Regions from separate parts of the Mus musculus genome. Here all the other regions are linked to region 4. Evidence: chromatin contacts called from public HiChIP or PLAC-seq and promoter capture Hi-C data. All regions are on one chromosome and are shown on one strand. Each heading gives the region's core, a stretch centred on a gene start, on an enhancer-like site or on the middle of the called end of the contact. The rest is flanking DNA. Distances are from core to core; before and after follow the strand shown. Region 1 holds the start of Sdf2l1 (stromal cell-derived factor 2-like 1). Region 2 holds the start of Ess2 (ess-2 splicing factor). Region 3 holds the start of Ppil2 (peptidylprolyl isomerase (cyclophilin)-like 2). Region 4 holds the start of Crkl (v-crk avian sarcoma virus CT10 oncogene homolog-like). Region 5 overlaps Ube2l3 (ubiquitin-conjugating enzyme E2L 3). Region 6 holds the start of Scarf2 (scavenger receptor class F, member 2). Region 7 holds the start of Klhl22 (kelch-like 22).

Evidence for each region. Promoter capture Hi-C pulls out the DNA fragments that hold promoters and counts their contacts. HiChIP or PLAC-seq counts read pairs in DNA pulled down with a chosen protein or histone mark. Capture Hi-C pulls out chosen DNA fragments and counts their contacts.
Region 1: a contact with region 4 is called in a promoter capture Hi-C map of neural stem cells. The contact joins the promoter of Sdf2l1 here to the promoter of Crkl in region 4. A contact is called at or near these places in 13 of 39 promoter capture datasets (the C10 cell line, the HPC-7 cell line, HPC-7-derived erythroid cells and 8 more), 9 of 484 Hi-C or Micro-C datasets (B cells, LSK cells, effector CD8 T cells and 4 more), 13 of 115 datasets of contacts at active chromatin or transcription factors (the 230-238 cell line, the SCID.adh cell line, bone marrow-derived macrophages and 7 more) and 3 of 9 other capture datasets (adipose tissue, liver and macrophages).
Region 2: a contact with region 4 is called in a promoter capture Hi-C map of liver. The contact joins the promoter of Ess2 here to the promoter of Crkl in region 4. A contact is called at or near these places in 1 of 39 promoter capture datasets (embryonic stem cells), 1 of 484 Hi-C or Micro-C datasets (CD8 T cells), 1 of 115 datasets of contacts at active chromatin or transcription factors (memory CD8 T cells) and 2 of 9 other capture datasets (adipose tissue and liver).
Region 3: a contact with region 4 is called in an H3K4me3 HiChIP or PLAC-seq map of embryonic stem cells, with 15 read pairs. The contact joins the promoter of Ppil2 here to the promoter of Crkl in region 4. A contact is called at or near these places in 7 of 39 promoter capture datasets (the C10 cell line, the HPC-7 cell line, embryonic stem cells and 3 more), 4 of 484 Hi-C or Micro-C datasets (B cells, LSK cells, embryonic stem cells and 1 more), 11 of 115 datasets of contacts at active chromatin or transcription factors (the 230-238 cell line, the SCID.adh cell line, bone marrow-derived macrophages and 5 more) and 2 of 9 other capture datasets (adipose tissue and liver).
Region 5: a contact with region 4 is called in an H3K27ac HiChIP or PLAC-seq map of microglia, with 4 times the contacts expected there. The contact joins the enhancer-like site here to the promoter of Crkl in region 4. A contact is called at or near these places in 8 of 39 promoter capture datasets (the 3T3-L1 cell line, the C10 cell line, embryonic stem cells and 5 more), 3 of 484 Hi-C or Micro-C datasets (embryonic stem cells and nephron progenitors), 5 of 115 datasets of contacts at active chromatin or transcription factors (the 230-238 cell line, the SCID.adh cell line, embryonic stem cells and 1 more) and 2 of 9 other capture datasets (adipose tissue and liver).
Region 6: a FOXA1 HiChIP or PLAC-seq map of pancreatic cancer cells shows a contact between it and region 4. The contact joins the promoter of Scarf2 here to the promoter of Crkl in region 4. A contact is called at or near these places in 1 of 484 Hi-C or Micro-C datasets (cortical neurons) and 3 of 115 datasets of contacts at active chromatin or transcription factors (embryonic stem cells, memory CD8 T cells and pancreatic cancer cells).
Region 7: an H3K4me3 HiChIP or PLAC-seq map of intestinal villus epithelium shows a contact between it and region 4, with 6 read pairs. The contact joins the promoter of Klhl22 here to the promoter of Crkl in region 4. A contact is called at or near these places in 1 of 39 promoter capture datasets (hippocampal neurons), 2 of 484 Hi-C or Micro-C datasets (CD4 T cells and embryonic stem cells), 3 of 115 datasets of contacts at active chromatin or transcription factors (intestinal villus epithelium, microglia and pancreatic cancer cells) and 2 of 9 other capture datasets (adipose tissue and liver).

Annotation. Positions count from the first base shown.
Region 1 is chr16:17,130,246-17,134,116 of GRCm38.p6, forward strand. Sdf2l1 (stromal cell-derived factor 2-like 1) reads right to left here and starts at 2,138. Exons shown (of 3, transcript NM_022324.3): 1 at 1,879-2,138; 2 at 1,352-1,548; 3 at 1-543. The coding sequence starts at 2,065. The coding sequence ends at 262.
Region 2 is chr16:17,909,748-17,913,200 of GRCm38.p6, forward strand. It overlaps Ess2 (ess-2 splicing factor), which reads right to left and starts at 1,601. Exons shown (of 10, transcript NM_022408.2): 1 at 1,415-1,601; 2 at 341-509; 3 at 158-253. The coding sequence starts at 1,558. It overlaps Gsc2 (goosecoid homebox 2), which reads right to left. Exons shown (of 3, transcript NM_029469.2): 3 at 3,367-3,453.
Region 3 is chr16:17,109,896-17,113,715 of GRCm38.p6, forward strand. Ppil2 (peptidylprolyl isomerase (cyclophilin)-like 2) reads right to left here and starts at 1,357. Exons shown (of 21, transcript NM_001252444.1): 1 at 1,248-1,357. The coding sequence starts at 1,279. 2610318N02Rik (RIKEN cDNA 2610318N02 gene) reads right to left here. Exons shown (of 7, transcript NM_001358255.1): 7 at 3,503-3,731. The coding sequence ends at 3,557.
Region 4 is chr16:17,450,645-17,454,324 of GRCm38.p6, forward strand. It overlaps Crkl (v-crk avian sarcoma virus CT10 oncogene homolog-like), which reads left to right and starts at 1,341. Exons shown (of 3, transcript NM_007764.5): 1 at 1,341-2,144. The coding sequence starts at 1,834.
Region 5 is chr16:17,179,809-17,183,752 of GRCm38.p6, forward strand. The region is part of intron 1 of Ube2l3 (ubiquitin-conjugating enzyme E2L 3); the gene reads right to left. Among named protein-coding and RNA genes, the nearest start is that of Ube2l3, 20 kb to the right of the region's middle. Within about 2 kb of position 1,808, at least 86 of the 459 cell types and tissues checked have an H3K27ac peak or open chromatin away from gene starts, as enhancers often do. A contact at or near this core is called in adipose tissue, liver and microglia, where this site is marked.
Region 6 is chr16:17,795,366-17,799,132 of GRCm38.p6, forward strand. Scarf2 (scavenger receptor class F, member 2) reads left to right here and starts at 1,917. Exons shown (of 11, transcript NM_153790.3): 1 at 1,917-2,162. The coding sequence starts at 2,014.
Region 7 is chr16:17,757,989-17,761,603 of GRCm38.p6, forward strand. It overlaps Klhl22 (kelch-like 22), which reads left to right and starts at 1,633. Exons shown (of 7, transcript NM_001359068.1): 1 at 1,633-1,706.

The DNA of each region.
Region 1 (3,871 bases), core at 888-3,387, 320 kb before region 4:
CAGGCCTGCCAAGGATACATAGTGAGACAGTCTCAAAAAAAAAAAAAAAAAAAAATTTCAGCAGGTGCTTGAGACAGGTGAGATGGTAACTTGGACAGATATGGCTGGCACCTTCAGATCTTCCCCAGGGTTACAGCAAAAATAATCCCAGACCAACATTCTTTAATCATAAAGGCACTTGAGGGCCCCTACAAACAAAGTCTTACACAAGAGTGACCCCGAGATTGCCACTCAGCCACCCTCCCATCACTCATCTGGTTCTCAGAGTTCATCGTGACCCGTGGAGAGATCTGCTCCAGGCTTGATGAAGATTCCTTCCATTGCCTTCCACGTGTTGTGAGCATTGGCACTAGGCATGCCATGAACCTCATGCTGCCCACGGATGGGGTTACCATACTGTTCACCAGTGACCGACAGGAACACAGAGGTGCCCACGTGCTGGAAGCGGACACTGGCCTCTCGCTCCCAGTGTTGCCCAGAACATCGGACTGTCCACAGGTCCAGGTCATCACCCTCACCGTCTTCCCCAAAAGCACTCACCTCCTGAGAGTATAAGGTATAGGAACAGTCACACAGAGGGCACAAGCTCCCCTGAGCTGCATGTCTGGCCGTCATATTTGCACCTAGTATCCTGGGGCCTCTGCTCCTTTTCCTGACCTTCAGCATTCACAGCTATGAAAATGGAAGCCAAGAGTCCTGCCCTAGCTAGGCTCAGCGGCACACGCCTTTAAGCGTAGCACTCAGAAGGTATAGGCAGGCAGATCTCTGGGGGGTTTAAGGCCAGCCTGGTCTACATAGTGTGTTCTAGGACAGCCAGGGCTACATAGAGAAATCTGGTCTCAAAATAGACTCTCACCCCATTCTTCAGGTGCATAGAGCCTCTTGTATCAGACTGTGTAGTGCCAACTGGCCTTACCCCCAAATTCCCCTCCAACATTTTCCCCCTGAAACTCTCCAAAGCACTGTCAGATTCTCCCTGCGTCCCTCCCAGACCAGCTGCAATGAACACTGTACTTTAGTAGGAACTCTTTCGCAGAGGGGAAGGAGTAGGAAGAAGCTCCCACTTCTCTTTAAGACCCAGCCCTGAGTTTCTCCTTCCTGCAGTTTCCTATTATCTGCGCTGTGGGTCCACCTCTGTGTCCAAATACGAACTAATCTCTCACTTCTAACTCGGTGGAGAAAGTTACTGGGGACAGGACCCAGAGCAGGAGCTCCATAAACTTCTGAATAGAAACTCCCAATTCACAGTAGCTGACACTGAGTCCCCTCTTGGGCCCCTCCCCTACATCCCTCCCTCTGTCTTTGGGTCCCTGCCCCACGCAGCCTCTGTGGGTTTCGGAACGGGGCTTGCCTGGTTGTTGGATAGCGGCGACGGGAAGTGGTGCGTGTGCAGGTTCTTGCCGGTGAGCACGTGCGTGAGCCGCACTGCTTGCCCACAGCGCACTGGGAGTCCGCGCGGGCACCCACCCTCGGAGCCGCCGCGAATCCGCCAGTAACTATTGGCATCGTCGGACTCCTCCACGCCGGTTACCGACTGTTGGCCGCTGCCTGAAGAGTAACAGCCCACCCCACCCCGTGGATTCTTGTTAATCACAGACCTCCGGACCCTCGTCTTGAACACTAAAAAGTTTCCCTCACAGCCCCTACCACTCTAGGATCCAAAGAGCTCACCCCAGCCCAGGCCAGACCCTAAGTACCGGTGGACATCGCCCTCCCCCTTCCCGCGCATCCTCGATCCCTCAGGCTTGTCAGTCACGACCCACAAGCGAGTCTAGACTCGCAACCACCCAGCTCCCTGACAACCCACAGACCCCGCTAGGACCACCTAGTCTCTAAGCCCTCCGCCCCCTGGCGGTCCCAGTCACCACCCCTGCGCACCAGATCCGTATTTGATGTCGTGTGAGTGCAGCCGCACTTTGTGGTGGGTGTTGAGCAGCTTCAGCACTGACCCGCAGGTCACTAGCCCGGCGCTGGCCTTGGACGCGCCCCCACTCCGCACTGAGAGCGCCAGCAGCAGCCCCAGCAGCGTTGGCCCCGCTACCCTGCCCCGGCTCGCGCCCCACATCCCGCCAGCCGGCCAGGTTCCAGCTGCTCTAGACCTCTGCGCTTCCGTCCTCAACAGCGGCCAATCCAGCTCTGACAGCGCCCTCCCACGGCAGCCAATCGTCTGCGCGCGCGCGTTCCTCCTGCACTGCTATTGGACCGTGTGCAGCGGCCCCACCCCCAGCTTCCAAGGAGGTAGCTGGAAAGGGGTTGGAGACACCAGGAGGATTTTAACTGGTCCACGCTTCCGAGGACCCGCCAATAAAGCAGTGGCTGCGGCGAGCGTCCCCGGAGAGGCCACGGAAAGCCGCACACCCGGGTTGGTTGCTTCTAGTCACTTGGCTCCCGGTTAGAGATCCTCGGGTGTAGTAGGTATAGGAACCCCTTTGACCCTGGACCCCCTAAACTTTAGTCTCGTGTCCCTCCACTCAGACCCCGGGATAAAGCTACAGGTTCTTATGTTAATTACGAGATTTTGTGGTCTCAAAGTGGGCAGATAACAAAGTTATTGAAATCTCCTGGCCCCAGGAGTTAATCAAACTGAATCACATCAGTTTCTGGACCCCATGGTTTTTTAATTCTCTTAGTCATGCAGCTACTTGAGTCATTTGGTGGCAGAATCCTAAGGTTGCTGGATGACAAAGCTGTGAGCCCTCTCTCTCTCTCTCTCTCACACACACACACACACACACACTCACACAGTGCTGGCGCGCGCGCTCACGTACACACATTCACTCTATCCATCCATCCATCTGTTGAGTATTCACAAAGGAACTGCCCCTCCAGGCTACATTACTAAGAAGCTGATGAAGCATGTACTTAGGGCACTAGCTAGATACGCAGTAAAGTTTATGTTTGCATTAAAGTTTATGTTTCCGTCTGCAGATGTAGCTCAGTTGAGTGAGTCCAGCAAGCGCAAAACCCTGGATTTGATCCTTAGCAAATCAACCCTCAAGTAGTGGAGGCAGGAAGTTCAAGAATAAGTCTGAGGTCATCCGCCTAGAGAGGATGACAGGCAGACAACATGTTTCTAAGTAAGCTGTGTCAGAATAGTTAGAATCAAAATAGAGTCATTTGTCAGGCCTTTAACCCTAACACACACATGAATATGAGGCTGAGAAGGAGGGGATCTCGTGCATGAATGTCTAACAAGAATAATTTACAAAAGGCTCAGCCAGAACTGCCTTTCACAAAGGACCACAGCCTCACACAAAATATCTCTGCTTACACTCCAGAGCCAAAATGGGGGAACCAAAAATTCTTTTAACTTTTATGGGGCCTCACCTCATGACATTTTATATTTGTTTCCGTCTCTCTCTCTCTCTCTCTCTCTCTCTCTCACAGAAACTTTTTAAAACAGTTTTTTTTTTTTTATGTATATGAGTTGTAGCTGTCTTCAGACACACTAGAAGAGGGCATTGGATCCCATTACAGATGGTTGTGAGCCACCATGTAGTTGCTGGGAACTGAACTCAGGAACTCTGGAAGACAGTGCTCTTAACCAGTGAGCCATCTCTCCAGCCCTTGAAGTGGAGACTTAAGGACTCTATGTGTCAGTTGCATTGGGTTGATGTTTTGTTGGAGCAAACATGTGAAGGAACGTTTTGCTGAAGTGGACATAGATGAAAAGCTAAGACAGACTCATGAAGGAACATTCAGATAAAAGGATGTTTTGCTTAAACAAACACATGAAAGGACATATGATAATGGATTCTCTGCTAATGACACACATATATTGGTCCATCTTACATTTCGTAGTTGAGCTCCATTTGTCAGGACTCCATAGAGAAAAGTGCACCAAAAAACTTCTGGTGGTGGTATGTCTCGC
Region 2 (3,453 bases), core at 351-2,850, 460 kb after region 4:
AGAGTGAGTTCCAGGACAGCCAGGGCTACACAGAGAAACCCTGTCTCGAAAAACCAAAAAAAAAAAAAAAAAAAAAAAAAAAAAAAAAAAGAAAATTCACAAGAATACAATTCCCAAGTAGTCTTGACTATGAGACTAAAAGAGGGAGTTCACTCACCATCATCTAGGTCTCGGCCCTGGGGCCGGGGCTTGTTGCCCAGCACAGCAGAGCCTGGGTGTACCTCAGGAGTTTCAAAGGTGGCTGGAGTAACATCTGAGAGAAGCAAATCAGAAATTAGAGTGAGCCTTACGTGATAACAGACTTTCCCTAAGCCCTCTAAAGCAGCACCCGTCCTCTTACAGGGTGGTGGAGGTTCCCGAGATATCTTGCCCAGGGCAGAGCCAAACTTGATGGCAATCTGGCGCATGCGCTCCAAATCTCCGTTTTCCTCGGCCTCCAGGTACTCCTTCTGTGCCTGTAGCTTCTCCACATCAGGGAAGAAGTCTCTCTGGATAACTGTCTGAAGTCCCTGCCATGAGCAATCAGAACAAAGGCCAGAGTTGTCATCTGGGAGTCCTGACGCACAATCCACCACTGTCCATGTTCCACCCCTTAGACCTTTCCCTTCTGCCTAGCTGGACAACTGTCATCTACAAGATAGGTTTAGAACTGTCTTTTCTAGTAAGGCTGTCATCCCACATAGCTCTGATGTACCAGTTAACTACTGAACAATCTCTTGAAGCCCATGAAATCCCTCACTAACTGATCTTTCTCTTTGCTGGCTCCATCTATAACACCAGCCAGACTAATGTGGATATTGTCATCCTCCACCCACCCATGAATTTGTATTTCAATCTAAACCTTTCTCTTGAAAGCCAGTCGCCACTATCGCCACCACAAGAAAAAGTCCTCAAGATTTCAGATCCAGCCCGCCCTTGCTGTGAAGCTGAAAGTCTGTACAGTCAGCTGCACGGCAATGGTACAAGGCAGCATATCCCAGAAGCATCCTAAATCTAACCAGTCTAAAACCAACCCTATGTCGGTCTGTCCTCCAGCGTGTTTGCAGTTGGACCCTTAACTCGAGGAGCAACTGAGACCCACTCACTCAATGACGAAGCCAGTTCCACTGTCTAATTCCGGGACCCCCAGCCTTTGACACTTTACAGCCTTCCAAAAAGTCGTCTTCACCATCTCTCGAAAAACGTGTCAAAATTCTACCTATACAAGAAACTATTTCCTTGACTCTCAACAGAAAACTGGATGCCCACTTCTGCATTGTTTTCTTGGTTCTCAATGCTTTCCAACCCAAAAACAGTTGTTCCACTTCCAAGGGCGGCTGAGAGTGCCAGGACCAGAAAAAATTCAAAGGACTGGACAGGAACGCGAATAGGGGGAGGGGCCCGGAAGTCGCCAGCGCTCGCACTGAGCTGGTACCTCGATGTACTCTTCTTCATCCAGGACCCGCTGCCTGCTTCTCGCAACTCCGGCCTCTCCAGCCTCCCCAGCCGCGCGCTTCCTTGAGGGCGCGGACGCGGAGGACAGAAACAGAGCACCCGCCGAGGTCCCGGGCGTCCCCATCGCTATCCCAGAATCGCTCGGGCGGCGTCTGCACCGCTCCAACAGCCAGCCAATGGAGAAGCAGTATTTTTGTAACAAAGCCGGCGCTCCAATGATGTCACTGGGAGCGCCGGATCTTAAGAAAGTTGTAGTCTTTTATCCCCACCCGCGTTGCTCATGCCCATCTAGACTATGATCACTAGGGGGAGCTGTAGAGTGACTGACGCCACAGTCCCTCTGTTAAAAGTTCCAATTCTTTAAAAAAAAAAAAAAATGCAGATGCTTCAAAGACATTTTTAAATACTTCAAAAAATTTGGTTATGACTTCCAAACTCAGAAAAAGAACACTAAGACAATTCTTCCCGTATACTTATCTAACAAAATTTAAATGAAAAGAAAGAACAAAAGGGTCTTAAATCTCTGGTTGGATTTATTAGTTCCCTGTCTGCCAGGATGGGCTTCTCACTGAAAGCATTAGTGGAACTTTCTTCCTAAGGGAGATCATGAATTAGGTGGGAGAAGCTCTAGCCCAGAATGATTCATTACAATTTTGCTTTTCCAATGATCTTGTCCTTCATTGTGAGTCACTGGGGACTTTATGACCATGTCCCTGCATCCATAGAGTTGACCATACAGTAGAAAAATGTTAAATCATGCTGCCAGTGTGTAAAGTTACAACTGTGACCTGCAATAAGTCTGCACTCAGAGAATCTCAACTGCTACACAGGACATGTCAAGTGGCATTTCCCCAGGCAGAACATGGTTGTAGATGGAAAAGATGAATGGATGGGCATCAGGCAATGGGAAGGCCCAGCAGCGGGGTGGAGCAAGGCAAATGCCAAAACAGACCTTTAGTCACACAGTGCGCTAAAGAAGGAGATGACACCAGAGGGGGAGAGCCAGGCTGCACAGTATCTTTGGAGTCCTGTCAAGAAACATTATTTTAAGTGAGCTCAGGTGAAAACCAGAGAAAGCTGCAATGGTTACCATGCAAGGGAATGCAGCTTTCATGAGGTTGGTGCGCCTGAAGCTGCACACGAGCTAGTTTCTGGGGGGTTATTGATATGTTTAAAGGTGAAATCGGCTGGACTGGGTATGATCCGGTAATAATAGCAATTAATGATCAAGAACTCTATGATTTAACGTGCCTTTAGCAGGACAGTGAATGGGAAAATGGCCTGTTGTATATATGGTGCCTGCCGCAAGCCTGTGGGCTTCCAGGTGTTGTCAGAGGTACAGACTGACAAATACCTCAGGGGACAGGCCTGGACTGGAGACATAGAGGTGGGAACTGTAGCCTAAGGATGGAAAAGATACACCAAGAAGAGTATGGAGGGGGCAGAAGAGATGGCTCATCCGTTACAAGCATTTGTTGCTCTTCTCGAGGATCTAGGTTCAGTTCCCAGCACCCACACAGTGACACACAACTATCCATAACTCTACTTTCAGGGATTCAAATATCCTCTTCTGATCTCCATGGGCACCAGGCAAACATGTGATGTACATGTATATATACAGGCAACACACACAGCTATGCACTCACACACATACATCCACACACACAGCCAAAGATTCCCCCCATCTGTGAAGCTGGTTGGTAGTGCCTAGAGGCCCAGATCCCCAGGAGGCCTTGCCACCATCTACCGGCTTTAATTCTGACGAGGGAGACATGGTACTGGGACTGGGTACTTGTTGAGCTGTGCTCTGCAACACATGTTGATCCACACCCCACCCCCAAACTCTCTGGAAAGGGACAATGGAGCCAGTCCCTCAGTTGGTGTGGAAACAAAGCCTGAGACACAGGGACTTGAAATCCTGGACTGTTCTGTGGTCTTTGAAGATCTCGTTTATTTCTTGGCATCAGCTCAAGGCTGAGGTGAAGGAGCAGATGCAGGAATCTGGAAACTACCAACTAC
Region 3 (3,820 bases), core at 107-2,606, 340 kb before region 4:
ACTATCTGACAGGAAGAGCTAGGCACACAAAGCTCTGGGGAAGCCCTTTACAGGAATAACACTTACTGAGGCTGGAACAGGACAAGCTGAATCTGTTCCAGAAAGGAGACAGCAGAGGAAGAGTGTGATGAGGTACGTAGCAGCAGAAAAAGACACAGAAGCAAGGACAGCGGCCGAGTCAAAAATGAGTCAAAGATCAAGGAGAGTACTCTCTATTTGCCTAAGTGTGATGGGAAGCTGGTGGGTGATTTTGAGCAGGACCCAGACATGATCTAACATAGCTCCAGTTGCTCTGTGCGGTTGTTCTTCTGTTAGGATGAGAATTGTCTTCAGTCTATATATAGTAAATCAGGGACCCACTATGTAACCACTGAGCTAGGATAAGAAACGGCAGGCTTAGGTGTGAAAATTATCAAGTTCCCTTTTAGCATACTAGTTTTGAAAAAGCTGTAAGTTTTCCAAGTGGAGAACTGAGTGAAAGCTGCTGACTTAGTGCAAGAGACTCTTTGAACAGATCCACCACAGGGATGAAGGAAACACCCCCGAGGTCTGGGACAAGGGGAGGGGAAGCCCAGCAAAGAGGAATGAAATAGAGATCATTCGCAGATTAAATTACTAAGCGCCAAGCCTTTAATCCTAGCACTCGGGAGGCAGAGGCAAGGGGATTTCTGAGTTCGAGGCCAGCCTGATCTACAAAGTGAGTTCCAGGACAGCCAGGGCTACACAGAGAAACCCTATCTTGAAAAACAAAAACAAAAACAAAAACAAACAAAAAAAACTACTAAGCGCATGTAAGATCTCACTAAAGGCTACTTTTGGAAAGGGAAGAAGCCCAAGGACTGAAAAGCTGGATACTAGATCTGGCAATACAGAAGTCAAAGATATCCTTGCAAGCAGCTAGGGGCGGGGAGCATCTGAAGAGACAACAGAAAACAGAAAGTACAGCAGCAGCAAATGGGAGGGGAACATGGAGCACGACCCGCCTATCTTCAACTTGAAGGCTGTCGCCTGTGTGTAGGCTCTCAGACTAGAGCCAGGACGAAGCGGACAACCAACTCAGGGGCAAAACTCGTTCGCAGAAAGGCTAGGGGTAGGGAAATCCCGGAAGTTAGTTAGTCCGGCGGTAGAACGCCCTGGCCCGCGTAGGCTGCACTGAGGGACGAGACCGCGCCTGTGAGAGCTGAGGCTTTCAGATGATAGCCTTCAGCACGGCGACGAGCTGAGACGAGAGACGCGACCCAACTTACATCTTGTCCTTCTGGTGCTGTCGCTTCCCCATGGTGGCAACAAACCGAAGAGACCACAGCAGACACTGACTATGGCGCCTCCGCTTTCTCAACTACTTCCGGAGATCGACGCACTGGATCCCGGAAGTTGGAAGAAAGCATTCTGGGAATTGTGGTTTCCAGGTGTCCAGGTGCTGGGTGCAGGCACCGTGCTAGGCTGAAGCTTGCTAACTTTGAGTAGAATCCACTTTTCCTGTCTCCCACCATACTGCGTTGCCTCCCCCAAGCCCTCAAAAACTTTTCTATGCACTGTCTGGCTACTTGTTCAGTCCATGCTATGCTAGGCAGACTCACTCAGACTCACCTCCTTTGTATCTAAAGATCTTCAACCTTTTTCACCTTCTCTAAAGCCATGTCCATGTGTATACTCAACTCTTCTCTCGTTCGGTCCCCACGCCCTTCAGGCCCATCAGCTGGCAGATGACCAAGCCCTCTCTGCTCCTTCTGTGGCCAGATCTTTGGTCTGGGTCTCATGTGCCGGGAGAATGGGTCCCAAGTCTCCTTTTTTTTTTTTTTTTTTGGTATTTCGAAACAGGGTTTCTCTGTGTAGCCCTGGCTGTCCTGGAACTCACTCTGTAGACCAGGCTGGCCTCGAACTCAGAAATCCGCCTGCCTCTGCCTCCCGAGTGCTGGGACTAGAGGAGTGTGCCACCATGCCCGGCCCCAAGTTTCCTTTTTAAAATTGTGTGTGTGGTTAAATAGTGGCCATGCCACAAGTGTAGAGCTCAGAGGACAAGTGAGGAGTTGGTTCTCTTTGCCAGACTTGCACAGCTCTTATTTGTTAAGGCATCTCTCCACCCTAAGCTGGGTTTTTGTTTGTTTTTGTTTTTTGAGACAGGGTTTCTCTGTGTAGCCCTGGCTGTCCTGGTGCTCACTCTATAGATCAGGCTGGCCTGGAACTCAGAAATCCACTGCCTCTGCCTCCCAAGTGCTGGGATTAAAGGTGTGTGCCACCACCGCCTGGCTGATCAAAGAATTCTTAATTTCCTTGTTCCAAATCTCCACTTTGATGCTAAATGGTATGTTCCATACCCTAACCCTAACCTCCTGATAAGATCTTCAACCAAATAATTTTAAGATGTCTTGTCAAATTCCTACATAAACATAAAACATTAGAAACCCCCTAGCCTTGCAGTTTGGGGGATATTAAAAAAAAAAATTCTCCTTTGAGACTATGCTCTCAAATCCTACTTTAGGGAGATAACCCTGTCTAACTGAAAATGCAACCAAAAAATCTGGGTCACTGGTCTGATTCTCATTTGGCAGGATTAACAAGGACCACCATCCACCCAGTTAGCCAAAGGCAGTCATCCTGTCAGCTTCTTACTTCATAACTTCTGCCTTCCAAATAAATCTTACCTCAAAAGATCTTTTAGCCCAGTATGGTGGTGTACACTTGGGAGGCAGAAGCAAGCAGATCTCTATGAGTCTGAGGCCAGCCTGGTCTACAGTGAGTAGAGAAACCATGTCTCAAAAGCAAATCAAAACTAAACAAAACTACCAGTACTTGGGAGGCAGAGGCTGGTAAGTTCTGTAAGTTCAAGTCCTCCTAGTCTACATATTGAGTTACAGGTCAACCAAGAATATACAGTGAGACCAAAACAAAACAAAACAAAAAAACACTTTCTTGGCCACCCCACTCACCTCTCTCATAGTTTATCATAATTTATAATTATATAGTAATTTTGCTTATGTTCTGATTTTTATTATCTATAGTCCCAAGTGAGGTATGATCAACCATGACTCAATATGTATATCCACTAATGTCCAGTAATGATTGACATCTTACATGGAGAAAGATTCTAAGGCCAGCATATGAGGTGACAATGAGAATCACAGTTTTGAAACTCGGGCAAGTAACAAGCTGTAAACTGACTGACCCACTCATTTCTCCTCTGGGTAGAAACACCTATCAAACTAGGCCTGTGTTTGGAGATTACATGCAGGAACAATATAGTGCACTTGCAACTCAAGGAAAGTGAAGCCCTAAGGGGTCTGAACCACTAAAGGGAAGAACGGGATTTCCCACCCCACTCTCTCAAGCACAACAGAATTGCTTGTTACAGTGCACGTGAGGGGCCATTGCACGTGTGATCCAAACACACACTGCCCATACTTGAGGGGTGAGGTTTGAAATAGGGTTTTTCTATAGAGTCCAGGCTATCCTTAAACTCTCTCCGTAGTCCAGGCGAAAGCAGAGAGGACATACAACAAGCTCAACACCAGGATGAACTTTATTCAGTCCTGGGGCATGGTCTGTTGGGAAGAGATTACTGGCTCTCCTTGGCAGGAGTGGACTCTGCGCTGCCAGAGTCATTCTCTGAATCATCATTGGGTCTGGGCACAGGTTGGAACTTGAGCAGTACAGGCGGAGTGAAGATGGAGGTTTTCACAACAGGAGATGGCGTCTCATCCGTGTTGGAGGGTCGGCTACAGGCTGGCGTCCTGCATGAGAGATGGCCAACACATGCTCATGATGTACCATACTTGCTCACAGGGCTGTCAGACACACAGTCATAGGCTGCAGGCTGTCT
Region 4 (3,680 bases), core at 91-2,590:
AGTGATAGAGATCTAAGTAGGAGTTCTCCTGTATTCCTCACTTTTGAGATTTCTCCCTCCCCTAACTTCCTCCCCATTTTTGTTGGGTTTCATAGAGCTCAGCTGCCTTGAACTCATGATCCTCCTGCCTCCATCTCCTAGTGATGGGATTATTGGTATGTGTCACCACCACTGGCTTGGGACATGCCTTCCTGTTTATCTAATTTGGGAATGCTATGACCAATAATCCAGCATCTGTTTTTGTGGTGATTTTTCACAATAGTCATTCATTTAACAAATTTCTGATCATTCAAGACTAGATGTGGATTTAAGGCAGGCAAAATATAGGTAAATAAGACAGTATTCTGTGGTATTAAAATTTCATCCTAGCCTGTTGGTGGTCAGAGTTAGTTCCAGGACAGCCAGGGCCACACAGAGAATTCCTATCTTGATAGATAGATAGATAGATAGATAGATAGATAGATAGATAGGCCGGGCAGTGGTGGCGCATGCCTTTAATCCCAGCACTTGGGAGGCAGAGGCAGGCGGATTTCTGAGTTCGAGGCTAGCCTGGTCTACAAAGTGAGTTCCAGGACAGCCAGGACTACACAGAGAAACCCCGTCTCTAAAAAACCAAACAAATAATTAAATAAATAGGTACTAGTCGGGTTGGAGGGAGAAATATGTCAAGGGAGGCAGAGCTGAAACTGAGCAACGTGGAATGGCAGGAAATGAACTGTTGCAGAGCAACAGGCTTCAGGCCAGACACAGGTGTTGCATTTCACTTGTTACACTTTACAGCCGGTAGTGTCCAGTCATCCTCACCAACACACTGTCCTCCTCGTAAAGTATTAGTCAAACTGATCTTCACCATCATTCCACGTGTACCAAGGAGGATCACCTAGGGCAGGCGTTATTTGATAGGTTATTCAGTAACCTATTTGATGGTCACCTCACTCCCTAGGTCATGCCCTTCCTGAGCCACCTGATTTACCAGGGCCTTCTGGCTCGCAATCATCTGACGGCCACGCCTTCTTGGCCGGACACTCAGCAACCACTCTACGCTTTGTTCACAGAAACAGGTTTTCAAAACGCTGTTCCCTCTCGGCTCCAGCTGTTTTCCTGCCAAGCCCGGGAAGCCTGACAGCAGCAGCTTCTCGGCGGCTGCTTTGCGGTCCAGGAAGGGCCTGACCCTCTGCCTCCTCCCGGAACGCGGGAGCCCGCGCGAGTGGCTCACGCTGGGACCCTCGCGAACGCACTCCTGATTGGCAGCGCCCAGTGACGTCAAAGGAAGGGCCTCCGCGGTGGAGGGGGTAGAGCCCAGCTCCGCGCGTGCGCAGATTGAATGCGCTGGACCAAGGGGGAGGTGCCCGGCTGCTTCTCCCGCGTCCGCCATTTTGTTGCTGTGGCTATTGGGAGCGGGCTGGGTAAGACTGCTCGGGAGGCGCGACTCTTGTTGGAGTGCGGTGCTTCGTGTGACCGCGGGGATCGGTGCAGGCTCTTGAGGCTGTGGAGCCGGCGGCGGGTTCCAGGACAGAAGTCACTGGAGCCTCCCCTGTACTCCGGCCAGCTGAGAAGCCCGAGGCGGCCTCCGCTACTGCTCAGCTTCGCCCACCTCGACCCCGGGGCTTTGCCCAGTGTTCCCGGACCGGCTCTCCGTGAGGCGGCCCGGTGCAGGAGGGCGGTGGCGGAGGATGCTGCGGGGCCCGGAGCCTAGAGGAACGTCCTGACCAAGCCCTCTGATTGTTCCTCGAAGTGTTCTGAGAGGCCCTTCCTCGACCCCAAAGCCGACAGCGGGTAAAGGCTTCCCAAGCAAGAGAGCCGCAGACGCCGCCCATCCCCGAGCCCAACACCATGTCCTCCGCCAGGTTTGATTCTTCAGACCGCTCTGCCTGGTACATGGGGCCAGTGACTCGCCAGGAGGCGCAGACTCGTCTCCAAGGCCAGCGCCATGGCATGTTCCTAGTCCGGGACTCATCTACCTGCCCCGGGGACTATGTACTGTCCGTGTCCGAGAACTCGCGTGTCTCGCACTACATCATCAACTCCCTGCCCAACCGCCGCTTTAAGATCGGGGACCAGGAGTTTGACCATTTGCCGGCCTTGTTAGAGTTCTACAAGATCCACTACCTGGACACTACCACCTTAATCGAACCGGCGCCCAGGTACGCGAGCTCCTGCCCTTCTCCGGTTCAGAACTTGACCGGATGCGAAGGGTCGGTCAAAGATTAAATTTTGGGGGTAGGGTAGGGGATAGAACTCCTTTTCCTCATTCTAAATCAGAAGACATTCGGATTATAAGGCCAATATCAGGATCTGGGTCATTGGATGAAAGGATGCATTTTATTTAGACATTTAGCAGTGCTGCTTGCATTGTTTAAATGCACCCCTAACCCCCCACATATATACACAGTTTTGCCACTTTACTTGACTGTAATACTAATGCAGAATGCTTATTAACGACGCTAAAAATATAGACTTCCTTGAGATTCTGAAGATAGCCATGACTCCTCCTTTCTCGAAATTCTTGTACACCATTTAAGGTTTTTGTAACTCCTGCATTTTTCAACTAACTTTAGGTTACAAAGTGGCCTTCGGCCTTTGGAATAATCCTTAAAATGGATCGAAAGTGTAGAAATCTCAGAATCTGATTCTCTAGCACTCATTTTTAAAACTGGGATTACCAAGAGAAGACAGTGGGATTATATTTGAAGAAATTTGTATCCTCACCGTTCCTTCCTCAGGGGTGGGAAGTGTATTTACCTAAATTCTACATTAATTCAATTTTAGTTTTTTTTTTTTTTGTAATTAAGTCTAGTGGTTTAACATATGCTTTAAAGACCCCTAAGTAGAGCTAGCTGAGATAGATACACACCCCTAGTCCCCTAAGGAAAGAGGACCTTGATTCCAAGTCAGACTGAGCTGTAGCAAGACCCTGTCTTAAAGAGAAAGATATTGATCCCCAAGTGTTCTCTTTTTCAAGTAAAATGCATTATTTTATAATTTGCTTTAATTTCCCTAACGAATATCATCAAATGATACAGTGTGAATTGAAAAGGTGTCTAGAGACTTTAAAAGATATTTTCCTGCCCAGTTTATTTCTAAGCTATTTTCTAAAAAAAGAATTAAAGGCTGATTTAGATTTTTCAGGGTGAGGCGACTTCATAAAGGTGAAATTTGCTCTGAACTTTGAAAATGAAAAGATACTATAATTAATTAAGGGCACCTACTTAAATCCAAAGAGTTTCTTCTTTAGGATAGAATAATGAAGGTGGGGTGGTTAACCGTTGCCAGACCGAGTGGATTTTAGGAAGTGTGGAGAAGGCTAAGCCTGATGATGAGTGAGGGGAAGTGTTTGCAGTGAAAGCTGGGTGACCTACCTGCCTTTGGTTCCCACCAGGGGAATGTGAACAGAGAGCCCACCCCCACAGAGTTGTCCTTTAGCCTCCGTGTGCTGAGTGAGTACTCACACACAAAGAATTGTTAAAAATGTAAAACACAGAAAAGTGACTGTAAAAAGTGATGTGTTATCCAGATGAGAATATAAAATTCTGTGAAACACGAAGTTCCTAGTAGATGCTGGCAGGTGCTGTCAACTTGAATCATCTTCAATGTAAGAGCTTGAAGAGACTTAGGATGGATAGTGTTTAGTCGTATATTTAAGTAAACTCACTTCTCGAATTGTGAACATTATGTTATTG
Region 5 (3,944 bases), core at 558-3,057, 270 kb before region 4:
GGAACCTATGGAAGGGTATTTCTCAGTGCTAAGATTATCAAGTAGATACAAAAGCCCCAAGCCTTCTGACCACAGAAGGAAGGGCGTCACCCAGTGAGTGCTGAGCTGATGGCTCAGGAAATCTAAAGTAGAGTGACTAAACTCTCTTTGCTGTCAGGTTAAGGTTTCCCAAGAAGGAAAGACAACTTTTTTTGCACAATTTTAATCAACAAAGAACTGATTATAAAAAGAAGTAAGGGCTGGTGAGATGGCTCAGTGGGTAAGAGCACCCGACTGCTCTTCCGAAGGTCTGGAGTTCAAATCCCAGCAACCACATGGCGGCTCACAACCATTTGTAACGAGATCTGACGCCCTCTTCTGGAGTGTCTGAAGACAGCTACAGTGTACTTACATATAATAAATAAATAAAATATTTTTTAAAAATTAATAATTAAAAAAAACAAAAGAAGTGAAGGCAGATCTTTGTGAGTTGAAGGCCAGCCTGATCTACAGAGTGAGTGAGCTCTAGGACAGCCAGGGCTACACAGAGAAACCCTGTCTCAAAAACAAAAACAAAAAAGATGAAGTGAGGGCTGGTGAGATGGCTCAGTGGGTAAGAGCACCCGACTGCTCTTCCGAAGGTCAGGAGTTCAAATCCCAGCAACCACATGGTGGCTCACAACTATCCATAACGAGATCTGACTGGAGTGTCTGAGGACAGCTACAGTGTACTTACATATAATAAATAAATAAATCTTTAAAAAAAAAATTTACTTTAAAAAAAAAAAAAAAAAAAAGATGAAGTGAGAGAACTGTCACCTGCAGAGAGGACTGGGTAGCCTAATAGAAGAGCATTTCAGGGCTGACTCAGCAGGTAAGAGCACTGACTGCTCTTCCAAAGGTCCTGAGTTCAATTCCCAGCAACCAGATGGTGGCTCACACCACCCATGAGATCTGATGCGCTCTTCTGGTGCGTCTGAAGACAACTACAGTGTACTTATGTATAATAATAAATAAGTATTTACTAAAAACATTAAAAAAAAAAGCATTTCTCAATAGGGCAACAACAGGATCCAGAACAGGATTATGCATCTCAGTATTCTGAGTCTCACATATAAAAGAGATGCCAGACATCGTGGCTACACCCTACTGAAATTAATAGCCTCTGTAGACCTAGCTGGGAACCACTGGCACTAGAATGACCAGGATGCTAAAGTTCCTGCATTGCCCAAGATGGCTCTGAGGGCAACAACTGCCTCCACCTTCACTAAGGAAAACTGAAAATCTACAGTGCTCATTCAGAGGTTCTATCTAAAGATCTGAGAGATGGCAGTGCCCCTAAAACTGAGATGATCCTGATAATGATGAATTGGGAAAGAATTTCAAGAAATCCAAGTAAATGCAGAGGGTAAAGTCCAAAGGCTTTATTACAAGTAATGAAGGAAAGGAGTCAACTTAGAAAAGCTGGTGAGACAGTTCAGAGGCTAAAGGTACTTGCCATTGAAATTAGGCAGTCTGAATTCACTCCCCATGATACACAGGGTGGAAAGAGAGAAGAGCCTCCGGCTAACTGTCCTCTAACTTCCACACTATAGCATGAGCACATACAAATGCACACACGGGCACATACAAATTAATTTTAAAACAAAAGAAAACACAGAAGTAGCCCATCTCTTTGAGAATCAAGTCTGAAAGACTTAACCAAGAATGACATGAACTTACAAAACATACTTCCTCAAAAGGTTTATTTCAGTTCTGCTCAATGCCAAAAGCAACCTGGGGTCAGCTGTTCAAAGCTGATGGTGCAATGCTGACAACCAAGATATGAGCCAAGAGAAAGCAGAACCAGCCAACCCTTTACCCTTCTGCTGGAAGGCGACAAGTACACAGGGGAAGAGCAGATCAGATCCCTCTTTGATTCCAGCTGCTCAGAGCTTTGGAAGAAAGCCGGAAAAAAACATATTCTTTTCCGCTTCTCTGGGGTTTTTGTTTTAGTTTGTTTTGGGTAGTGCTAAAGATATACCCAAGGCCTCATCAGGTGTACTGCTGCTGTACACTGTATTCCTAGCTAAAGGCCCAGGCAAGAGAATCATTGTAAATCTGAAGCAAGCCTGGAACACCATATCAAGTCTCTCTCTCTTTCTCTCCACACCAGGGCTCAGATGAGCTAGGCAATGCAAGCACTCTACCACTAAATTATTGCCTGAGATAGTTTGAATGAGAATGGCTGCCACAGGCTCATGTGTCTGAATGCTTAATCCCTGTTGATGGTTTTATTTGGGAAAGATTAGGAAGTATGGTCTCCTTGGAGGATTTGTGCTCTTGTTGAAAGTGTCACTGGGGTCAAAAGCCCACACCAGTGTCTGTCTCTCTGCTTGGAACCTGTGGATCAGATGTGAGCTCTGAGCTACTTCCCCAGCACCATGCCTGTCTCTGTCTGTCTGCCTGCCTGCCTGCCTGCCTGCCTGCCTGCCTGCCTGCCTACCTGCCTGCTGTCATACTCCCCACCATGATGATAATAGACTAGCCCTTGCTTCCTTTTTAAGTTGCCTTGGTCATGTGTTTCACCACAGCAATAGCACACTGACTAAGACCACCCCTTCGTCCTACTTCCTAAGGGGAAATATCCATTTCTCAATTTTAGCCTCTCTCTCCCGTAAAAGAAAATTGGATACACACAGGCCAACAGGAAGGCTAAGTACAGAGTGTGGGAGACAAAGTGTGGCAGAATCAGAGAGCTGGCCTCCCAGGAACCACTTTCCCCAAGTCCTTAACCGATTAGGGAAAACAGGAGACTACCTTGCGTGGCCAGCCATGTATTTTGTTTTCAGACAGAACCATCCAACTCAGATATATACATCTGTATTTTGACACAGTGCCCCCACCCCCAGTTTTGTTGTTGTTGCTGTTTTTGTTTAATGGGGGTAGGAAATTGTGTCCTATCTATCATGGAGACTTGACTGTTGTGCTACCAAGTAGCACAAATCTACAATATTAGCCTCAAACTTGCAGAGAACACCTACCTCCGCCTCATCAGTGCTGGGACTAAAGGTGTAAAGGCATATATTACCACACCTGGCTAGAAGCATGCTCTTTAAAAAGGCAAAATCTTCTGCAATGGCTAATCTCGATTGTCAATATGACTATCTGTAACTTACTAAACTCCAAACAGCCAGGCACACCTGTTTTTCTTGGTTGCACCATTGGAAGACCTACCTTAAAACCAGATTACCTGAGGTCAGAAAACCCACTCTAACTCTGGGCCACTCCATCTGGTGAAAGCCCCCACAAAAGGTCATGGAAGGGAGCTTTTGTTTTCTGTCTACTTGCCCCCACTCTCACTGGCAAGTTCATCTGTCCTGACCCAGCCCTTGGCTGTCGTTTGAACCTACTTTTTTGGGATTCCAACAGACTGCCAACTGGCAGCTCTCTAGGCTTCCCTGAAACATCAGCACCAGACTGGAACTGCTGAGACATTCAGTCTCTTGGATCTTGGCGACAGCTGTTATTGGACTACACCGACCACAGCCTGTAAGCCACTCTAATAAATTCTTTATTAATATATAGATATATATTCATTCTATCAGTCCTCTTCCTTAGAGAACTGTGACTAACACATGTATTCCCACTGAGCTTGGCACATGGAAGCAACCAGAATAGTCATTTCTACTGCAAGTCTGAGATCAAAGAAACTCAGAAATTTTTCTGAAAGGGGGCAGGAGGGGACAGTGGTGGCCACATCTTTAGTCCCAGCGCTCAGGAAGCAGAGGCAAGTGGATCTCTGTGAGTTCAAGACTAGTCTGGTCTACACAGTGAGTTCCAGGACAGAAAAGCTACATGGAGAAACCTGGTTTTGGGGGAAGGGGGGTATGGGGAGGGGAGAAGGAGGGGGATGTCAAGACAGGATTTCTCTGTATTAGCCCTGGCTGTCCTAGAACTTACTCTGTAGATCAGGCTGGCCTGGA
Region 6 (3,767 bases), core at 667-3,166, 350 kb after region 4:
AAGTTCAGCTTGTATGTTCAGGTCCCAGGCAGGAGTTTACCCTAGCTTAGGGAGAGGGTAAATGGGGTGTGTGGGTGACACTGGGGAACTCATGTAATGAACATGAAGTCAGGTTGCTATTAGGTTGTGCCCTTCATAGCCATCAAGCATGGGAATTGGTCTATGGGAAGAGGATAGGCTGATGCCATTGGGACGTGGCCCAGCTGAGGCTTCTCCTCAGGTCAGTACTTAGAAAGCCCCAGCTGAACCACGCAACTACAGGAACCTCTGCTTCTAACAGCCTGGGGAGCCTCCTTGGGGAGGCCACTGCTGAGGGCAGGGTTGTACTCACCCTCAGCTTCCCAGAAGTGGTTGGCTTATTTACTTGTTGCTGAGAAGTATTTGCATTTGTGACCACATGGGAAGACTGTTCCTTTTACCCACTCCACCTCTCCCCTGCGCCACCAGCCTAGCCAGGCTGAGAGGGCTGAGGAGAGGCCTGAGGTCCTCCCCTCCCCGCCAGCCTGCTAACATCTATGGCCTTGGGCCTGTCCACTGCTCTGGTTCCGGCTCAGTCCTTCAGGCTCCCTGTCTACACCACCTGTCCCTCATACGCAAGGTGCCCTCTGCCGGCTGCCCAGGAAGATATTGTCTAACCTTTCCCTCAAGTCAGAAGCACACACACCTTGGTGGGACCAGGCTGCCAACAAAGGTGTGTGAACTCCTGCAGTCTGGAGCAGTCTGCCTCAGGGTCTCTCCTGCTTTGTCTTTTCTGGACCCATGCAGCTCCAACCATCTCCTGTCTGACCTAGGCTGTGGTAACCATAAGTACTGTGTTCTGCTCTGCCTGGGTGAAGCCAGTGATTCAAGGCAGGGATGAGAGAAGAGCTTTACTGGTGAGAACAGTAAAGGGTTAACAGAGGGCCCCTGCCCAAGCTGCCTCCTGGCCCAGGGGTCTTATCCTTAAGCTTGTGTAGAGACTTGGAGGAAGGATATCTTTAGCCAAGTCCAAGTCGTCCCTAGGATGGACACTGATTCTGCAGCTCCTTTGACAGGCTTGCTGATGTCATACTAAGGTCAGGCTAGAGGTTCCTGGTAAAGGAAGCTTTCTGACTCCGAAGACTTCTGGTTCTGCTTACATGACAAGGCTCACTTTGACAGCTGTTTAGGGAATGAGGTGCTCAGGAGATCAGGAGACAAAAGTGGGTATGGTAGAGACAGAGCAATCTACTTAGTGGCCCTGGTTGTCCTTATGTAGTAGGGGGGTCTCCATTCTAAGCCTTGATTTCACTCTCTGAACTTCTCCTTCTTAGGAGCCAATAGCCTTCTCAAGCTGAATACATGCCCTGGGCACCCAGTTCCTTCCTACCCCTTGAGAGGACTTCTGAGTTTCAGTTTTCATCTCCAGTGTCCCCTTCCCTGTCTTTACCTCCTCATTATATCAAAGACCATCACTGCTTCCTTCTGTTCCAGGCTTTTTCCTCAGAGAGCTCCTTTCCCTAGGTCTCCAGTTCATTCCCACAGGTCTTTGTCTACATCTTGCATGCTGCAGGAGATCAAGAGATGCTAATGGCACACCATAGAACAACTAGGGGTTCTTAGCTCCAGCCGAAGGCCAGTGTGTGAACCGGGGCCTTCTCCAGGACCCCTTTGCTCCCGGGCCTGGCGGCTCCAGGGCTTCTGACAAGGGGGAGAAAAGGCGCGGACCAGGACTCCTTCACAGGATCCCGCAGCTCCTTCTTCCCGCAGTGCTTCGCCGGCTTCCACCAAGTTCACCCCCGAGTTCGTGCATGGCCAGGTGGGGGCGGGGGCCGAGCAAAGAAGGGGCGGAGGCGCGACCGGAGGGTGGGGTCTGGCGCGCGGGGCGGGCGCTGCCGCCTGGCCGGCCGCGCTGGCCCAGGATCAGGGAGCCGATGTGGAATTTCCTGCCCGGCCCGGCGCCCCTCCTGCCGCCCCCCGCCCGGCCTCGCACTCCGCTTCCGGCCGCCCTTGCCGCGGCCGCACCCGCGCCCACCCGCGCCTGCCCCGCGCCTCATGGAGGGCGCAGGGTCCCGGGGGGCCGGGCCGGCGCGGCGCCAGGGAGCCCGAGGGCTGGGACTGCTGCTGCTGCTCTGGCTGCTGCCCGGTCTCGCGGCGCCCCAGGACTTGAACCCGCGAGGCCGCAACGTGTGCCGCACGCCCGGGTAGGAACTGGGCCTGTCCGAGGCGTGGGCGCGAAGCGGGCTGGGGGTAGCGGCGCCCCATTTCAGTCCGGGCCATCTAGGACCTCCCTAAACTGGTCACGCGAGCCCCTCGGGCCTGCCTCGCGTCTTGGGCTCGGTTCCAGGCCAAGCCTGGGCCCTTAGGCTGCATCCGAGGGCCGGCTGGACCAGAAATCACCTGAGGGGTAATGGAGTACTGTGGGGAGCCCCCAGGGGTACTATGTGGTGTCCAAAATGTCAGGGGAGAAGAGAAAGGAGCTACTCCCTAAGCCAAGCAAGGACACTCGGAGGGGACAGCATGTGCATAGGCTTTAGGAGCCAGTGGCTTGAGCCTGGAGTAGGGGTTTAGAAGGGCGAAGGAGCAACCTTGGGCGAGCTGGGCACTGGGACAGTCGAGACTTGGAAGGACAGATTTGTCTTGGTAGAGCGGGCGCGGGGTGGGAGGAAGATGGTGGTGAAAGTGAGCACGGACAAGGCTACACTCACGGTGGACCAGAAACCGGAGTGCTTGAGGACAATGATGGACGCGCGATGGGGAGGACGTGGGAACCCCTGTTGGCTCCTTGTGGGCGGCCACTGGGTGTACGGAGGTGGGTCTCTGAGAGGATCTTGCTAGGAAAGCCGGTGTGGGACAGGCCCAGCCAGAAAGCAGTGGAGCCCGGAGCTTGCGCGGAGGGTGAAGAGCGACGACGGCTGAGTAGGCGCAGAAGCCGAGGGACCTGTCTGCTCGTCGGAGCCACGACGCAGTCAAGGCATCTCTGCAGAGGCGAGGAACCCACGGTGGGGCGCCTCTGCCAGTGCTGGGGAGGCTGTTTTGGGACTCCAGGCTAGGGTCCCGGGGGGCACCCTGGGTCAAACGGCTCCCCGGGGTGCGAAACGTCAGCTAGGGTTTTGGAGGGTCAAAGTAGACGAGGGCTGCTAGCTGACCGCGCGGTTTCCGAAATCGGGTCGAGAGGACACAGACCACTCCCGGCCGCGAGCCCCGCCTCGGAGGCGGGGGGGGGGGGGGGCGCCTGACTAGCCATCTGCTTCGCATCGCCGCCGCCGCCTCGTCCCGGGCCTCCCCGGCCCCAGGAATGCAGCGGCTGAGGCAGGCGGGGCGGTGCCTAGGGAGGGCGGTCAGCCCGCACCAGGCCTTCTCCTCCTCCGACCGGCTGGCTGGGGGACGGGACTCCAGTGGTGGGTCAAGCTGTTCCGAGCTGGAGTTGGGGAACCCTTGGTCTCCAATATTTCCGCTGGCCGACCTCTCAGGAGGATGTCTGCCTCTGTAACCTACAGCTGCTTTGCCATTATACTCTGGCGGCAGACTGCCCCAGCTGTCTGGATCTGAGCAAATACTTAGATTTTCGGGGTCTGTCTCTATCTCTGTAAAATAGGGTTGCAATAGGCCTCAGCTCTTGGTGCTGGAGATGAGGGTGGATGCCCTGAGTGTGGGTGGAGAGTTTGTGGGAAGAAAGATCTCTGGACTGTGCTCACCCGAAGTCTGGGCCATCCTTTTGGTTACAATGCATGAGGTCCAGCAGAGAGAGGTGCCAGCTCAACCCGTATTCGAGGCCATGCACCTACAGCCTCCAGGCCTGTTAGTGC
Region 7 (3,615 bases), core at 383-2,882, 310 kb after region 4:
TCTTCCAGGCAGCCCAGCTGCTTTCTGGTTTGTCAAGGCAGCTGGTCTGGTCTGAGTCTACTGTGCAGCTTTTCTCCTCTGAGAGTCTTTTGTGCAGCTCAGTTTCACCTGTCTCAGCTTTTATTATTTCTCTGACAGGGAGGGACCAAGTGTATTTGGTCAGTTTCAAGGACTTCCTGAAACTATTTTGAATTTTTTAACCTTCCTGCTTAAGGAGTTTTTCTGAAGAATAGAATGCTCCAATCTTGGGGAAAACTGTTATACAAGGAGAAAACGAATCTTCCTTTCAAATCCAGAGACCAAAGTGGGCTTAGGTCTTTAGAATGGGAAGAGCTTCATACTATATAAACTAGGTTTGGGGCATAGACTTTGAGATTTCTTCCTATTCTGCTATTCTGTATCTCTAGAACTTTCTAGTGGGTGACCTGTTTCAGTTGTGTTTTCCGATAGTCAGAAGTGACAAGGGAGTGTTGTCTTCTACTTTTTGTTGGATCTCATATATTTGCTGATGGTATCTCTTGCTAGAATACTTTTATCATGGTCTAAAAGTCTCCAGCAACACAGGTGGAGTCATTTGGTCCAGGGAGCCCTGACAGGTAGAAGTTCACGTGCATTGGGTGCCTCCTTTTCTAGAGGCTGGGTCTTTTCATCTGGATCTATAGCTAGGCCTCCGGGCAGCAATTAGGGTTCCCCTAAAACAGCCTTTCTTTTATTCATTTTCTTCTTCCTTTTTTTCTCCCCCTTTTCATGAGGAGGCTTCCTTGGCGACATCTTTTCTCTTACATTCTCCACCATATTGAAACTACAATTTCCCCCCATCTATCTGTAAGAAGGCCCTACAGCTCCACTCTTGGATTCTGCTATAGGTATGCGCCCCTCAGAGTGTGGTCCTCCTCGAGGTGAAGCAGAGAAAAGTGGGTGTCCCCAGGACAGCTAGGGGCAGGTGAGTTTTGGGACTGGGAACCAGATTTACTCTGGAGTCTCAGAAAAGAGGAAAATCAACACTTGTCCGTACATAAAGCCTTTGCTTGTTTTCACTCTCCACAGCAAGCACCGGACGAGGAGCCTTCCAAAGTCTAAAGTACAATGACAGAAGAAACCAGGGAGCGACAAGGAGGAAATAAGAGGCAGAAGGAAGACCTCAGACAATAAATAGGGCTGTGAGGGAAAGGAAAACAGAAAGAGATAGAGAGGGTGGGAGCGACCTAGAGAGGAAGCAAGGAAGAAGCAAGAAGGAGGGGACAAGTGAGACGATGAGTGAAGTAATAGACGCACGATGAAGAGGGAAGGAAGTAATGCAGGAGAAACGAAGAAATGACTGGGGGAGGAAACGGGAAAGTGAGGGAAGGAAGGAGTCGATGAGGGAGATGGTGAGTGAAAGGGTGTGAAGAGACAAGCCAGTGAAGAAGCTATGAGTGAGAGAATGAGTGAGGGTTAGAATGAGGCCAGGAGAAAGGGAAAGAAGGAGGGCCTAGGTTTGCACCTTCAATAGGCACCTCGAGGGTGGAGCTTCCGGACAGCGGATCCTTCGGAAGAGCAGCCGGGGTCTGACCCTTCAGCCTCTTCCCGCCCCGCCCAACAGCGACCCCCCCTAGAGTCCCCTTGCGCCTGCGCGGCATCCCACGTGACGGAGAGGCTCCGCCCCCACCTCCAGCCTCCCGCCTCCCGCCTGCTGCGAGAGCGGCCTCAGCTTGCGGCAGCACCAGGTCAGCTGCGAGGCATGTACCGTGCGGGCCCGGCAGGCCTTCTTCGCCGAGCTTGTGCTGCACGCGGGGATGGGAGAGGGAGCGGGGATGGCGGAGGGCGCGGAGATCTGGGCCAAGTACCGCGGGCGCCTGGGGCGGGCACGGGCGACTGCCTGACGTGGCGGGGGCTTGGCCGGGCGACCCCCGGGCGTCCGGCGCGGGCCTGGCGCTGTGGCGCGGGCCCGCCGAGGCCTGCGCGTGGCTGAAGCGGACCGTGGCCCTCGCAGCCCGGTTGGTCAGGTTCTGTCGCCAGCCGTGGGTCCGAGTGTGGCCTCTGGCCTGTCCCCGTCCCTCGAAGCTATTCGAGCAGGGATTGCAACAGGCAGCGGGCGGGCCTGGCTGCCTCTCCCGGCGTGACCTCAAGCTCATCAGCCGCGGCTGCGGTTGTTGAGAGAAGCCGGAGAGCAAGCGCTGTCAGTGCAAAATCCCCGGATTGTACTAGTTTAGATCCTGTACAGGCCGAACGAACGGACCTGTCCGGGCGCAACGGGGCCACCTTCTGCCCGCGGCTGCTTCCTAGGGTAAGGCCTGATCTCCGAGATGCTCCTCGTCCGTGCTCTGGGAAAGAAGCCATAGAGCACGTCAACACCTCTTGGATGCTCCCTCCCACCCCCGTGGTAATAAGGACCCGCTCCCTCTTCTGCTCTTCCCAAGCTGCTGTTTTTCCTTTTGTTGCACACCTTACGTTGTGGTTCAGATGCGTTGAGGACAGATACGGAATGGGAGCCCCCACAGAAGGTTGAGGATGCCTTTCCAGTAAATGATTCCTTGAAGATTCCTCTAAAATTTGTTTCAGTGCACAGCTGTTTGTAGTAGCAAACAATGGTAGGGAACCTAGTTTATATGTGTGAGAGGGGCATGAAGTTATAAGCAGAAGCTAAAGGAATGTGTAGAGGAATATCTTAGATCTGCAGTCACCGTAGTCTCCTTAATGTTTTGTCGTTTAAAAAAAAAGAGTGAAGCCAGGTGTGGTGGTCCCTGCCTTTAATCCCAGCACTCTGGAGGTAGAGTTCTGTGAGTTTGAGGCCAGGCTGATCACCAAAGAGTTCCGTGACAGCGAAGGCTGTTAGAAACAAGTGGTCTGTATGTGCACCTGGGTGAAGGTGCTCTAGAGACCAGCAGAGGGCGCCTCCACCCGATGTCAGCGCTGGGAGCTCCAGTTCCGGGCAGGAATAGTTTTGCATTAAGTGCACTGAGCACTCTAACCCCACCTCTTCCTTATAGGCAACTTTGTGATCTTTTTGTATCAGCACTCCGGAGTGGTGGAGTTACAGATCTGTTACCATCCTGTCTGGCTATACCAGAGATTCTGGATGTTGTTGCATTCTTGATTGTACTGAATTTCTTTTCTTGAGCTTTTCTTGTGCTCTGCCTGTCCAAAGGAGTAGCCATCTGTTTTACTGTACTTGTTTTTGTGGTGGCCGTTTAGAGAGCAGATGATATCCATCCCCTTCCAAGAGGGCAGACAGGCTGCTCAGCTGACAACTGTGAGGACCACCTCCACATGTGCATGGTGGGGGAGGGTCAGTGTCTGTTAGGACAATTAATCACCCACAGATGGGGAAGCCTTCCAGGACTCTGAGGTTTGGAGATAGCAGCCAGAGTTTGGTTAGCAGATATTGCCATAGAAACTAACCCTGAGTTGCTTGTGAGACAAACTGTCAAGGGTAGAGAAGACAGGTTCACTATCAGAGCATGTTTTTTTGAGATTGTATGAAGGTGCTAGGTAGATGTGATCAACTAGAGTCACGGCCAGAATAGGACTATGAGAAAAGAACACAGTTCTGTTCAGAGGACTTCAGGTGTCCCTATGGGTCTAAGAACTGGCAGTGGGGCAGGCAGGAGAAGGAAGTGAGGTTTTGAGCTAAGT